2 separate regions of the Sus scrofa genome follow, and region 1 is linked to region 2. The links are chromatin contacts, called in public HiChIP or PLAC-seq maps. All regions are on one chromosome and are shown on one strand. Each heading gives the region's core, a stretch centred on a gene start, on an enhancer-like site or on the middle of the called end of the contact. The rest is flanking DNA. Distances are from core to core; before and after follow the strand shown. Region 1 has its middle 130 kb from the start of KLF4. Region 2 has its middle 14 kb from the start of KLF4.

The links. HiChIP or PLAC-seq counts read pairs in DNA pulled down with a chosen protein or histone mark.
Region 1: a contact with region 2 is called in an H3K27ac HiChIP or PLAC-seq map of alveolar macrophages. The contact joins two enhancer-like sites. A contact is called at or near these places in 5 of 47 Hi-C or Micro-C datasets (embryonic fibroblasts, liver and mesenteric adipose tissue) and 2 of 2 datasets of contacts at active chromatin or transcription factors (alveolar macrophages and skeletal muscle).

What each region holds. Positions count from the first base shown.
Region 1 is chr1:248,739,210-248,743,036 of Sscrofa11.1, forward strand. No RefSeq gene overlaps it. Among named protein-coding and RNA genes, the nearest start is that of KLF4, 130 kb to the left of the region's middle. Within about 2 kb of position 2,517, at least 56 of the 83 cell types and tissues checked have an H3K27ac peak or open chromatin away from gene starts, as enhancers often do. A contact at or near this core is called in alveolar macrophages, where this site is marked.
Region 2 is chr1:248,621,893-248,625,521 of Sscrofa11.1, forward strand. No RefSeq gene overlaps it. Among named protein-coding and RNA genes, the nearest start is that of KLF4, 14 kb to the left of the region's middle. Within about 2 kb of position 1,604, at least 7 of the 83 cell types and tissues checked have an H3K27ac peak or open chromatin away from gene starts, as enhancers often do. A contact at or near this core is called in alveolar macrophages, where this site is marked.

The sequences.
Region 1 (3,827 bases), core at 1,267-3,766, 120 kb after region 2:
GAATACAATCTGGGCAGTGACATTATTTCAAGTGGCTTTGCTCAATTGTGATAGTTTGGAATAAACTTGTTATACAGAGAAAGGTAAGAATTGCTCCAAGGAGTATAGGTGCATTCATTCATTCATTCATTCACTCGTTTATTTCACAAGCATTGACTGAGTGTCTGCCATGTGTGTGGCGTGTTACTAGATGTTGGGAATACGATAGTGGGGAGATGGAAGGGTTCCTGCCCTCATGGATTACTGGGGGGGAGGAGAAGGAAACAGATTCAATTGCAAATTGTGACAAATTCAGTGGTGCAACGGAAAAGGGTGATGAGAGAGAAAATTAGGAGTTACGGTGTTGGCTGTACTTTTAAGAGGCTGGTGGAGGTCTTGTACCTATTCCTTCACCATTTAGCAAACATTCAGGGAGTGGCCATCAGGCCCTGGACTCGTACTTGGGATTACAGAGCTGAATCAGACCTTGATGCTGCCCTCAAGATGCTCCCTGACCAGTGGGAGAGCAGGCCGGTGAGCAAGGTGTGACAGGTGCTTTAATGCCGTCATCTATGGGGTCTCCCTGGGGGGTTGGAGAGGGGAACTGAACAGCTGGGCTGGCAGTGGCCAAAGAAATCTTCTGTCAGAAGGGGCAATTGAATAGGCATTTGTGAGAGTCAGGGTTAGAAAAACAGAGAAGAGGAGGCTGCCTTCTTGGAACCCCTGGTCCCACCTTGCTTCCTGACTCATCTGTCTGAGGGCCTGGAGCCTGTGATGCTGGACCATCAGTCCAGGAGCAAGTGTGGAAACTGAGTCAGAGGGGATGCTTAGTAAATGGTAGGTCCCTTTCCCTGACGTCTCATGGGCACCTCTTTGGATTTACCCTAGTGGTTAAGGGCTTGGCTTCTGGAGTCAGACTCCCTGGGTTCGAATTTCAGCTCTAGCACTTTCTAACTGTGTTACTTTGGGTAAATTCTTTCTGTGCTATAATGTCCCTATATGCCAGGTAGGGATAATAATGATGCTTACCTCCTAGAGTTACCTGAGGGTTAAATGGGATCATGCTTCTGCAGTCATCAAAGACAAACACGTATAACCCAATCTGTCTCTGAGAGCTGTCCCTCACATTCCCATAACCTCTTCATGTGGTCCAACTATTACGGGTTGAATGCTTTAAATATCAGGCATTGTTTTAGGGATTCAGCCCTGGAGTCTCGATCCTCATGTGTGAGAAAATTACTGATTTTTCCCTAAATGAAACATCTTTGCCTTTTCCACCCAGATAATAGCTTTGCGTTATCTCTGCAATGCCAAAACAATTAAGGGTGTCATTTCATCTTTCATCAGCACGTTGGGCTCAGGTGAAAAACTCTGCCAGAAATCTTGAAATATCTTGCTCCTTTAGACATCAGAAGGCTGGGAGATTTCCCATTATTAATTGAAATCAAAACTTCTCTGTGGCCCAGAGCAAGGGCAGAACTGTTATTTCACAGATCAGCAGGAAAGCTCACCACCACTGTTTTGCTTGGTATTCATTTTATTTAGGGGGTAGGAGGCACAGAAGAAAGGTGGTTTCCAGAATGATACATCCATGCTGCTGTGTGAATGCAGTCAAGGGAGGCGACTAAGGCTCAGGGAAGCAATGCCCATGCGTGCACTGGGCAACCATTCCATGTCTCCCGAGCCTCAGTTTCCTTTCATGTAAAATAGGGGTCATGGAACCTCCCTGGTGAGGTTTAAATGAATGCACGCAAGAGGAAACAGTGGGATGGCAGACAGGGTCATGTACTGTTCACCGTGTCTGTGCTGCTGAGACAGGGACGTGGGCTCATCGAGGGGGGCACTTCCTCCTTTTCTATTTTGCTGGTCCCTGGACAGGTCAGAGGTGAGGGCAGTGGTGAGGAGTTCTGAGGAAATCTGTAGCGTGGCTGGATAGCATGCTTCTAGGAAGTCTGTATTCGCCTCTGAAATTGCTGGACATTGCAAGGATTTGTCCCATTTTGGAGTGTAGGAGGCTGATTCTTGTTTGTTCCCAGGCCTGCTTTGCAGGATGCAGTTCCAGCATTTCAAGGGGCTGGAGAGGGGGGATTTGACGAGAAAGAGTGGGTACCATGGTGTGTAGGACAGGCAGGCTTTTTTAGCGGCAGCTTGTGTGTGCCCTCGGGCTCCCCGCCACCCTCCTTCTGCCACAGCATCCTTCCTTCCCGTCTCCAGGGAGGCAGGACCCAGAACCCATGCCCAGCCCAGCGCGCTCGAGCCAGGCTGCTCTTGCCGGCTTCTCCGGGGCTCCGCGAGGCTCGGCTGGCCTGGGTGGTGGGCCCGGGTCCCCAGGTCGCCGGCGCTGGCCCTCGCGACGCTCCGGTGCGCGCAGGAGCGCGCGGGCCTCCCCGCAGGCCCCGCGCCCAGCCGGCCTCGGGAACTGACCAGGCCGCGTGTGAGCGCCGGGATTCCTGCTCAGGCCTTAAATATGCCGGTTATTTTTATCTCCCTACGTCAGGCGGCGAAGACCATCCCACCAGTGGCCGCGGCGGCTGCTACACAATGTTTCCCTTTAGTCGGGAGGGGAAATGGAGGGAGGCCAGACTTCCTGATCACATGGTGCTGAAGTCAATGAAAAAAAATTAAGGGGGACCCCTCCCTTTTTCTGCAGTGCCCGATCCAGGTTCCCCCCTCCCGCTCCCCCCCACCCAGCCCCCTTGGGCTCCCCGCGTCGGAAAGCGGCAAAGGCTCCAGGCGTAGGGCCAGCGAGGCAGGAGAGAGAGCAAACATAAACACGAGATTGTTGCAGTAATTGGTGCTCTGAAAACACTGAGGAAATGAGAGGCTTGTACGAAACATCAGCCGACAAGAAACGGGGTGATGTCAGACAGCCTTCCAGGATTAGAAACCCTTAAAAGCTCCGAGCCCGCGGCCGCGGAGGAAAGTGTTCCGCTCTCCCGGGTAGGGAGCCGGGATCCCGCGATTCTGCGCTCGCCATCGCCTCTGCCTCGCTTTTCCCCTTTCCTTTTTCTTTTCCTTTTCCTTTTCTTTCTGTCCTTTCTTCTTTTTTTCTTTCTTCGATCTCTTTCTCTTTTATTTCTTTTTCCTTTTCACAAAGAAGGAAAAGGAGCGACCGTATCAAGTATTTTACATTTCTAAGGCACTGGTACTTTTAGATCTTTCCTTGACTTTGAAATACCAAACCGGACTCAACACCCACATCAATCCCAAGGCAGCAAATGACACTTCCAGCATCCCTTGTTGGAGTTTGCTCTTTCTTCCTCCCAGTCCCCTTCCTGATTCCGCTTTTCAGGTTAGAACTGCACCGTTGCAGTAATGTCCACGCATGTGGAGGGGCTGAAATAAACAGGAAGCATTTACCAAGGACAAGCTTGCCAAGAAAAGGGGATTCAATCTTTGCCAAAATCTGGCATTTTCAAAGAAGATAAGACTTCCTCATAACATGTCACCCAGCCTCCAGGGCTGCGGCCTCATTTTCTTTTCCTGGTTTGAGACAATTAGGAAAACTAAAAGCACACAGAGAGTACACACACACACACACACACACACACACACACACACTCATTCCTCACTCCCCTTCCCCACAACTCACGCATAGCTAACACCAGCCAGCAGGGCCTTGTCCTAGTCCACCTGGAACCTGCCTGTGTCTTTAAGTTTGAGGCCAGGTCTCATCTGTTCAGTGACACAAAAGGTGCCGCCTATCCAGGCTTTCTCTCCTGGTGTTTGCCAGGATTAATGAGGCAATGTTTGGAAAGGGCTTGAGCCCCTCCAACCAAAGGCACCCACGGACACCTTTTCAAAGAATGATTTATGTCCAACTTTACCCAAATAGGAACCAAAAGAGG
Region 2 (3,629 bases), core at 354-2,853:
TCAACCATGATCAAACTGTTCCTCAAAAAATTTACATTTCATCAATTTACATTCCCATCAATGTTTCCATTCCCATGAGCAAGGTGTGAAGATATTGCCTGCTGCCCAGCAGTGAGCATTAGCATCTTATTCTTTTGCTACTCCTTTTAAATACTGACATCTAAGTTTATCAGCTTTGAAGCTAGTCCACCTTTTACAACAGTCCCTTTGGACTGATTCCAGACTTGGAGGGTGTGGAAATCAGACAGTGTTAGCATGTCCACTTTGCATGTATGGAATCAAAAGCCTCGGGAACAGAGGTGACTGCCCAGCCACACACTGGCAGAGCTGGGACCATGTGAACACAGGTCCTGTCTCCTAGCCAAGTCCCAGCCTCCTCCCCCACTTCAAGCTGCACTGACAGGAACCCCCATAACTTACCCTTCCCTGAGCCCTTTCCCTCCTACAGCCAGAAGCATGGATGCCAGGAGGGGATGAGAACTAACACTTTCCATTTGTTTCATTCTAAGCACTTCAACCTGTCCCAGGTACATTGCATGTGTTGTGCCCTCAATCACCCTGTGGGGTAGGTATTATGCATTCCACCATACTTGGAGTTCCCATCGTGGCTCAGTGGTAATGAACCTGACTAGCATCCATGAAGACATAGATTCTATCCCTGGCCTTGCTCAGTGGGTCAAGGATCCGGTGTTGCCGTGAGCTGCGGTGTGGGTTGTAGATGTGGCTCGGACCCTGTGTTGCTGTGGCTGTGGTGTAGGTCAGCAGCTTTAGCTCCCATTTGACCCCTAGCCTGGGCAACTTCCATATGCCACAGGTGCAGCCAAAAAAAAAAAAAGACCATTATACAGAAGAGGAAATGGACTAACAGAAGATGAAGTTAATCAAATTAGCAATCTGTGCCCAGTCCTGAGGAGCCGTAGCACCAGGGACTAGACTAGCCCTGTCTTAGAATGAATGTGGAGGCAGTGTGTGTGCTTCTTTAAAGGAAGGGAGGGTGGTATTAGCAAGATCCACCTGCCCTGCGTGGATCAGGGAGATGTTTTCTCAGATGACTAAATACATCCTGATACCTCGTCGCCGACCATACACTAGTTCAGGTGTAAGAGTTAAACCCAGGCGCACAAGCACATCTCAAGTCACCATCTATCTGTCCCAGGACTTTGTGTTGCTCAGGGTTGAGCACAAGTGGAACCCAGGGCTTGGCCGGGCCCCGTTCTGGAATGACTGAGCTGTCCAGCACGGCCCGTGAGTAAATGTCAAGTAAACACCACACCGAAGTGCAATCGAACCATTGCGCCGGGACTGTTTGCTTTAGATATAATAGACGGCAGGAAGGGAGAAGGAGAGGGAAAAATATATGTCACTTCTTAAGGCAGATCACGAATGTCGTGAGCCCTCCTTTGGCCAGCTGGAATGTCACAGAGACCGACGTCAAATAAATAAAGAACTTGTGCTCCACGTTGCAAAAATAAGCATCTCCGTTTGCTTGAAAAAAATTTTTTCAGATGAGGAAACATTTTCCAGTCAATCACACTGCAGCAAAGTCATCCTGTTGAATTTGTGACTCACAGGCTCTCTGTGTCAATAGACAGAAAGTGAGCCCAGCGTTATGACTTCAGTGGGAGGTGAAGCAGAAGTTGGGACGAGGCAGGGCTGGCTTTAAAGCAGGGCTGTCAGCTCTGACAATAAATAGCGGAGGAAATTCTGACCATGCACGGGCTGGGTAATTGCAATTGTTGTTTCCTTTTCTTTATTTCTTGCTTGTCTTCCGGAAAAGAACCACTTTAAAATTTGCCTTATTTCATCCCTCCTTGCATCAGTGGTGAGAAAACATCGTTGTTCGGTTTACTAAAGCACCTTGTGTTCTTGATGCTCTACACAAATTATCTTCCTTCTCTGTAGCAGTTCTCTTAGGCAGCTGGAATTTGTGTTAATTTACAGATGAGAAGATTGAGGTTCACAGAGGTTAAGCATCTTTGTTAGCTTCTGGCCAAGGAGTCTAACACTGGTCTTTAGGACCTCAGATTTAGATTCTGTGCAGTTTTCAGACAGTCTCTCACTTTGCTATCCCACTGTGAGCCAGATGGCCAGCCTTGGTATTGGGGCTATGCTAAGTAAAAAAAATGGTTTCATGGAGTTCCCTGGTGTCTCAGCAGGTTGAGGAGCCGGCATTGTAACTGCAGTGGCTTTAACTGCAGTGGCTTTGGTCACTTTGGGGCCCAGGTTTGATCCCTGGCCTGGGAACTTCTGCAAGCCTTGGACATTCCCCCTGCCCCGAAATGGTGCCTGTCTTCAAGGAACATTCCAGACAACTGGGACCTAATTAGGGTTGCCTCAAACCAGTAGATATATTTAAAATTTAGTACCAAGAGACTCATTATTAGTTTTCCAAGGTGGCACTGTGTGCACATGCCTCATGGATGCCCACAAAATAGAAAAACCACTGCAATAAAACCACAGATGAGCTAAAACATGGCCCTAAACTGGCTGATCTGAAAGCAAAGCTTGTAGCCAATCACCTTTGTTTGGCACGCTGACCGGGGGCAGGTGGGTGCTTGGTGTTTGGTCTCATGAAGCCCCAGAGCAGGGAGGCCAGGGCTAAGAGCCCTGACTACAAAGCTGGAAGACCTGGTCTCTAGTCCGTGCCCGGGGATGCACACACAGAGATGGGTTAGTCACTGGCTCTGCCTTCACGTTGGGCACTTCAGCTATAACATGAAGGATGGAGTGGAGCAGGTCCCTTGCAACTTCAAAGTATCAGGATTGGAGTTCCCATTGTGGCTCAGCAGGTTAAGAACCGATTAGTGTCCATGAGAATGCGGGTTCAATCCCTGGCCTCACTCAGTGGGTTAAGGATCCAGCATTGCCACAAGATGCAGCAAAGGTCAAAGATATGGCTCGGATCCTGTGTTGCTGTGGCTGTGGCGAAGGCCAGCAGCTGCAGCTCCAAAGTGACCCCTAGCCTGGGAACTTCCATGTGCTGTAGGTGTGGTTGTGAAAAGAAGAAAAAAATTATCAGGATTAGTCAGTTGGGTCCGTTCTTCACTTTGTCTGATATTCTCAACCTAGATATTTTCATGTAAGAAAGAAAAAAAGCAACAAATCTGCTAGCTCTCGAAGCTAAGACATTTCCTCTTAATGCTCCCTGCAACTCTGCTGAAATTTGAGCTCATAAAGTAGCTTTGATCTTTTTCTTTTCTTTTTTTTTTTTTTTTTTTTGTCTTTTGTCTTTTGCCTTTATAGGGCCACGTCCACGGCATGTGGAGTTTCCCAGGCTAGGGGTCTAATCAGAGCTGTAGCTGGTGGCCTATGCCACAGCCACAGCCACAGCAACTCAGGATCCAAGACTTGTCTGAGACCTACACCACAGCTCACAGCAATGCTGGATCCTTAACCCACTGAGCAAGGCCAGGGATTGAACCCGCAACCTCATGTTTCCTAGTCGGAATCGTTTCCACTGCACTACAACAGGAAACTCCAAGCAGCTTTAATCTTTAAAAAAAAAAAAAATTGTTGTCTGGCTGGACAAAAGCAGTTCCTGAGTGGCTCTGCTTCGTTTTAATGGGACACCAATTCTTTCTTCCTTTCTGTGGGTCCAGTGTCCTCTCAGTTCTGAGAAGCTGTCAGCA